Regions from separate parts of the Rattus norvegicus genome. Here region 2 is linked to region 1. Evidence: chromatin contacts called from public Hi-C data. All regions are on one chromosome and are shown on one strand. Each heading gives the region's core, a stretch centred on a gene start, on an enhancer-like site or on the middle of the called end of the contact. The rest is flanking DNA. Distances are from core to core; before and after follow the strand shown. Region 1 holds the start of Acox2 (acyl-CoA oxidase 2). Region 2 holds the start of Pxk (PX domain containing serine/threonine kinase).

Region 1 (3,588 bases), core at 893-3,392:
GGAGTGAAAACTTAGACAGCCGGTATGGAGAATCGGTGTGGTAGCTGCTGAGAAGGATGGGAATCGATCTGGACCTCAAGATCCAGCTCTCCTCTTGAGGTGGTTTGAATGAAATGGCGCTCGTAGACTCATAGAGAGTGGTATTATTGGCAGTGTGGCCTTTTTGGAAAAAAAAAAAAGTGTCACTGGAGATTGGACTTGGAGGTTTCAGAAACTGAAGCCAATCCTGGTGGCTCGGTGTCTTTTCCGGCTGCCAGCCAATCTGGACGTAGGTCTTAGCTACCTCCCCAGCACCCTGCCTGTGTGCCACTGCGTTCTGCCATGATGATAATGGCCCTAATCCCTGAAACATAAGCCAGCCCCAATTAATGTCTTCCTTTCTAGGAGTCGCTGTGGCCACACTGTCTCTTCGAAGCAATAAAACCCTAATTAAGACACTGCCCATATACCCAAAGGATACCTCATCCTACCACAGAAGCCATTGCTCAACCATCTTCGTTGCTGCTCTATTCATAATAGCCAGAAATTGGAAACAATCTAGATCTTCATCAATGGATTAATGGATTAAAAAAAAACATGTGGTACACTTACACAGTGGAGTGTTACTAAGCTTTTTTTTTTTTTAATGAAATCTTGAAATTAGCAGGTAAATGGATGGAAATAAAAAGAAAAAAATCATCCGGAGTGAGGTAGCTCAGGAAGACAAATATGGTATGTATTCATTTATATGTTGCTGTTAGCTGTTGAGTCACTGATGGGCAAGCTGCAGTCTTTTTTTTTTTTTTTTTTTTTTAAGATGTATTCATTCATTATATAGAAGTACACTGTTGCTGTCTTCAGATACGCCAGAAGAGGGCATCAGATCTCTTTACAGATGGTTGTGAGCCACCATGTGGTTGCTGGGAATTGAACTCAGGACCTCTGGAAGAGCAGTCGGGGCTCCTAACCACTGAGCTATCTCTCCAGTCTCAAGCTGCAGTCTTTAAACCACCAAGATTAGGTAGAAAGTAAGGAAGTAGCGGGAAGGGGATGGATCTCTAGGAAGGGGAAATAAAACAGATAGTTATGGGGTGGGGGTAAATTGAAATGGGAGAATCAAGTAGGGAGAGGGAGGGAGGAGGGGGCAAGGGAAGGAATTCAGGGGTGGCCACATGATCCTAGTGTGACAGGCTAGGTGACCCTCCATCGCAGGGAACTGCATCTTTCTGCAGAGCAAACTGGATATTACCTCCTGTAGAGCTCACCCTCGTGCGTGCATGCACACACCCACACACCCACACACCCACACACACATTGAGCGTGCATATACACATATATTGTCCCACTTGAGGAGGAAGGGTGAGGTCCCAAAGAGGAAGACACTGGAATCATGAAGATTTGGACTTTCTCTCAGAAGCCGGTGACTTCTTTCCCAATGTTGTACAAACGAATAGGGTACATATCAACTTTGTGACCTGAGGCCTGGTCCAAATTCCAGATAGTTGGTTTATTTATTGCACAACTTGGGCACTGGGCCTTACCTGGTTCTTCACTCGCACCATGAAAATCCACCCTACCTCCCAGGGCAAAGGCTGGACACGAAAGGAGGTGGAGACCAAGTTCTCCTCAGGACCCTACAGAACATACTGCGATACGCCTCAAATTCAGAGCCTGGGCTAGGGGTGGGAGACTGGGGACTGTGGGTACACTGGTGATAAGCAGGACACAGACAAGGCCACAGTCAGAGCAGAAGCAGGGGAGAGGGATGCTCCTTTTCCGTAAGAACCTGGAAGCCTGTTCCTCTCACTGTGTTGTGACTACCCTGCCACCCTGCGGGCAGGCAAGATCTAGAGTTTCACGGCGGAAACGCCGCCACCCGGACACAGGGCACACCCCTCAGAGGGAGCCCTAGCTCTAAGGATGGAAGCTGAATCGCGCCAAGGTTGCCGAGCGTGTAATACAATACACCCCGCTCACCCAAGGGCACTGGGAGGAAAGAGCGGGGCCACATGAGATACTTTGGCGGAGCCCCTCGGGGAGGGGGAGGGGCGTGGCCAATAGTCTGGATTGGCCCTATAGGGAAAGGCCAGCCCCGCCTATGGAGCTGTCCCAGGACGGAACTAGTCAAGGGTTTAGTCCCAGGCCAGCCAGAGAACTGACAGGCCATAGCGAAGGTAAGGCCTGTGCAGCAGAGCCTGGGCATCCGAGATGGCTCTCAGTTGGTCCTCTTGCTGTTTTCCGTTTGGTAGGGGGAAACTGACCGCAACAACGAAAATGTAAATGTAATTACTTGCCCTGCCTTTCAGGAGGTTAAGACAGAGGGGATTAGCAAAGTGGGAAAGAAAGTTTGGGGTGTTAAAGAAAGTGCAGGAAGCTTTACTGAGTACTGACATTGAGTAAGACAGAGGAAACCATGGTGACATCTGAGAAAAGGGTGTCCGGGCAGAGGCAGAGCCCTGGCAAAGGCTGGCCACAGCTAGAGGCTGGAGAGCTAGGGAACAGCCAGGAGGCAAGGGCATCTGGCACAGAAGAAACCAGAGGCAAGAAGAGGAGGCAGCCTTACCGGAAGGCAGGCAGACAAAGGGGGCTCCCTTGTACATGCCAGCCTCTTGTCAGTGCCCCATATGCCCTCTTCAGAAGCCTGCCAGTGGCTGTGGCCTTACAAGGGTACCTCTTCCCCGGTTCTGCCCTCTCTGTGGAATGGCTGGGCCCTTACTGTATCCTCAGGCTCAGGGGATGAAGGAAAGGAGAGCAGGTGACAGGCAGCAGGGAAAGTCAACAGCCAGGCTCTGGGACCAGGGAGACACAATGCTGTCTCCCTAGCACTCAGTGATGGGGGCAAGAGTGCATGGAGAGTGCCCAGTTCCCACAGGAGTGCTGATGTTGGGAGGACTGAGCTACTGTGATGTCTCTAGAGGCTGGAGCTCTCTAGGAACACTGGGGAGTCGAGCCTCGGCCAGAGGAAGTGACAGGAGAGAAGGCAGACCAGCTGGTGGGAAGCATGCGGTCATGCTAGGACTCCTTTCTTTTTTTTTTTTTTTTTTTTGGTTCTTTTTTTTCCGGAGCTGGGGACCGAACCCAGGGCCTTGCGCTTCCTAGGTAAGCGCTCTACCACTGAGCTAAATCCCCAGCCTAGGACTCCTTTCTACAAGCTGACTCCCTTCTGCCCAGTTCCAATGACAAACAGAAAAGGGAAAAATGAGACACAGATGCCAGGTAAGAGGTGAAGGTGGCAGAGTGTTAGCCAAGGAGATGACAAGGAACAGATAGGGTTAAGGGAGCTCGAAGAAGACGAATGGATGAGTCTAGCTGTTCATTCACTGTTGGGGGGAAGGGGGTTTCTAAAAGGCCAAGGGTTTGTTGTGAAGGAAGCAGGGCCCATCTTGGCTATGGGGGTACACAGGAGATCCACAGGAAAACGCGTCACAGGAAGAGAGCAAGCTTTCCCCTCCTCTTCCTCCTTCCTGCAGGCTTCCTCTCCTTCTTCCTCTCCTTCATTCTCCTTCTACTGTATAGAAATTGAACCCAGGGCCTTATGTAGGCTAGGCAAGCACTCTCCAAAGCTTCTGCTGCTATTTTGAAACATGGTCTCACTAAATTACCCAGGTT
Region 2 (3,336 bases), core at 508-3,007, 170 kb after region 1:
TAAAGCTTAGGGCTGAGGCAACATTTCTGTCTCACTTCGCGGCTAAAACGACAAGCGCACAGAACAGTCAAAAGTTACGCAAGACTGCTCTGTTTTCATTCCACATCTGCCTCTCTGTCTCTCTGGCTCCCTGGCTCTCCAGTGAGTCACTATCTTTCCTGTTCACTCATCATTTTAAGAACTGCCATTATTTTTTTTTTTTTGGCCCTAAAATTACTTATGTTTGTCTTAATGACAAGTTCTGGAGTAACTATGGAACCCATCGCATCTCTCACCACCACACTTGAGCACTGACCTGTTAGCAGCCCAGAAGTCAGGTTATTCTGACTTTCACAACCATGGCTTTCCACAAACAGGAAACAGGACATAGTGAGGCTACAATTCATTTACCCGTTTAACAGACACATATGAAATGCTATCAGAATGGGACCCTCCTGTCCTCTCCTGGAAGAGAGGAAATCACATGATTACCCTGGTGTCCATCCATGAGGCCTAGGGTAATAGCTACTCAGGAAGAAAGGTTTTCTAGAGATAGTGGTCCTGAGCATCCAACTCTTTAGTATTAAATAGACCCTATGAGGTTATAAGGTTTACTTGCCGTCAATCCAGTCAAAAATATAATTTGAAAGAATGATTGTTCCCTTCCCTAAATATGGGTTCTTAAATATTCACTTTGCAACAAATTACAAGTTCAACAAACTCATGGATATTTGGTGCCTTTCACGAGTTTCTACATAGGGTTTAGGATGCTACCACAGGGAGACAAAATGCATTTAAAAGAAAAAAAAAAAAAGACAGTCATTTCTCTAAGTGAGAATGAATACTTTCAACAAAGCAAAGCTGTCGATGAGGAAACAGGGGGTTCCAAAAAGTCTTGCTTTAATATGAAAGATCTCTTTGAACAGCAGAAGAACAAACATACACACACACACACAGACACTGACACACACACAAACAGAGAGACACCCAGAGAAAGTCAGAAACAAGAGACAGCGAGACAAAGAGTCAGAGAAATACAGAAGGCTATTGTGGGGCTCTAGTCTCCAGATGATGAACCCCCAAACACTGATGTGATAAACAAGCCTCTGGGCTGGAATCTGATTTGCTGGCCCGACAAAACATTACAATCTAAGGAATCCCAATCCCACCCCACCCCATTCATCATTTACTCAATCGAGTCCCAGAGCCTAGTAGCTCCCCGGGTTTTACTGGTTCCCGGGTTTATTGCTTGTAAATTACAATGCATAAGAGCGCCTTTCAAAAAAAAAAAAAAAAGTACGGGCAAAAGAAAGCAAGCGTGGCTTTAAAGCCCCATAAAAGACTGCATGTGGCAGAAATGAACTCGCCTGTGTGTATTAGGAGCACCGAGGGCTCCCCTAAGCCACTCCAGGGGGACAGGGATGCGCGGGCACACTGCCCCGGCCGCGGCTGAGCAGGAGGGAGGCGGCGGGCTCATACACCTGCCCGGCTCTGGTGCCCGCGCCCGGCCCGCTGCGCCGTCCGGCCTTCGCCCGGCCCCCGCCCTCGGCCCCGGCCTCCCGCCCCGGCCGCGCACCGTGTGCGACTGCAGACTCTGGCTCGCCTCGACGGCCGCTGTCAGCGGCACCGTGTCGTCCAGCAGCACCTTGCGGGCTGGCGGTTTCTCCATGAAGGCCATCCCGGGCCGTCGCCGCCGCCGCCGCCGCCGCCTCTGAAGCCGGGGCAGGAACCGGAGGCGCCGAACCCCGCCACCCGCCGCGTCCCGCCGCTGCTGTCAACGCGCACCGCCCCGCGCGCTGCCGCCGCCCGCGGGGTCCTAGCGCCGGTCGTCCCAGCCTGCGGGCTGTCAACACCCGTCCTTCCGATCCCGCTGGGTCCTAGCGCCGTACTTCACCGCAGGGTAGGTGACTGAAACCCCTTGCTCTCTTGGTGCCTCCTCGCCTCTGCATCGTACACTCAGTACCATGAGCTCCCGGCCTCGGGCGGAGGAGCACCAAACTAAACCATCACCACCACGTGTCACATTTAGACACTGATTTTCTGGACTCTAACCGAACTGAGTTTTTCTGATGAACCGTTTAGAAACTCAGATTAGCAGACTTGAGACCCTACTGCTCCCAATCACATCTTCCCTGCCCAAGGTCCTTAGATCTCAGGAAACAACAAAAAAACACCTTCAGGGTGGACCCTCAATCTGAGTCTGTAGAACAAATTTTCTAAACCAAATCTGGATTCAGGTTTTGAACCTGGATCTTCAGGAGAGCCTAGGCGCTATACTCTCATAGCTGGATCCCACAGTGTCTGAACCTTTAAGCAACAAACTCTAAGAACAGTGGGGGCAGGGGGGAACTGATGCAAAGATTTCCTTGCTTGCATGTGTAGTCCCTAGCTCTCGGTTGAGCCCAAGGTCTAAGAAACCAAAGAGCACTCAGATCTCTTAGACTCTGAGAATCTTTGGTGCTAGCATTCTGGCTCCAAGAACCTCAAACTCAGAACCATCAAACCTGACGATCAACTTCTCAACACCAAATCTACCTTGCTTCCCCCCCCCTTTTTTTTTTAAAGATTTATTCATTTTATTATATATAAGTACACTGTAGCTGTCTTCAGATACACCAGAAGAGGGCATTGGATCTCTTTACAGATGGTTGTGAGCCACCATGTGGTTGCTGGGAATTGAACTCAGGACCTCTGGAAGAGCAGTCGGGTGCTCTTAACCGCTGAGCCATCTCTCCAGCCCCTACCTTGCTCCCCTTAACCCAAGATCACAATCTTCCAGGATAAAAATGAAATTAAACTTAGATCAGATACCTAGGACCGTGTTGAGAATCTGGCATTTACTTCAGCTGTGTTATCTTGAATAAGTCAAATACACACACACACACACACACACACACACACACACACACACACCCTGTGACCTTCCACTGGCAAAACTAAGTTCAAGCCTATGTAGAATGTGTAATAGGAATGCAACCGGACGGGAAAGAACTTTGCACATGTTAAAAATCTCAAACAATATGAATTCCATCCTGACAATTCACAGAACAGAGATTTCTAACTCTTAAGTTTGTTTCCACTAAATTTTTATTTTTTATTAAGATTTATTATATATAAGTACACCGTGGCTGTTCTTAGACACACCAGAAGAGGGCATCAGATCTCATTACAGATGGTTGTGAGCCACAATGTGATTGCTGGGATTTGAACTCAGAACCTCTGGAAGAACAGTCAGTGCTCTTAACCACTGAGCCATCTCTCCAGCCCCACGAAATTTCTATTATTTCATTCATAGAAACAAAGCTTCTTTGTGACTCTACCACCACTGCATTTTGCCATCATAGCAAAGGTCTAGAT

What was found. A called contact is a pair of places that touch in the nucleus more often than the background predicts.
Region 2: a contact with region 1 is called in a Hi-C map of hepatocytes, with 1.8 times the contacts expected there. The contact joins the promoter of Pxk here to the promoter of Acox2 in region 1. A contact is called at or near these places in 4 of 12 Hi-C or Micro-C datasets (Schwann cells, hepatocytes, kidney and 1 more).

The regions. Positions count from the first base shown.
Region 1 is chr15:19,088,813-19,092,400 of GRCr8, forward strand. Acox2 (acyl-CoA oxidase 2) reads left to right here and starts at 2,143. Exons shown (of 16, transcript NM_145770.3): 1 at 2,143-2,153.
Region 2 is chr15:19,256,914-19,260,249 of GRCr8, forward strand. It overlaps Pxk (PX domain containing serine/threonine kinase), which reads right to left and starts at 1,758. Exons shown (of 18, transcript NM_001399677.1): 1 at 1,556-1,758. The coding sequence starts at 1,657.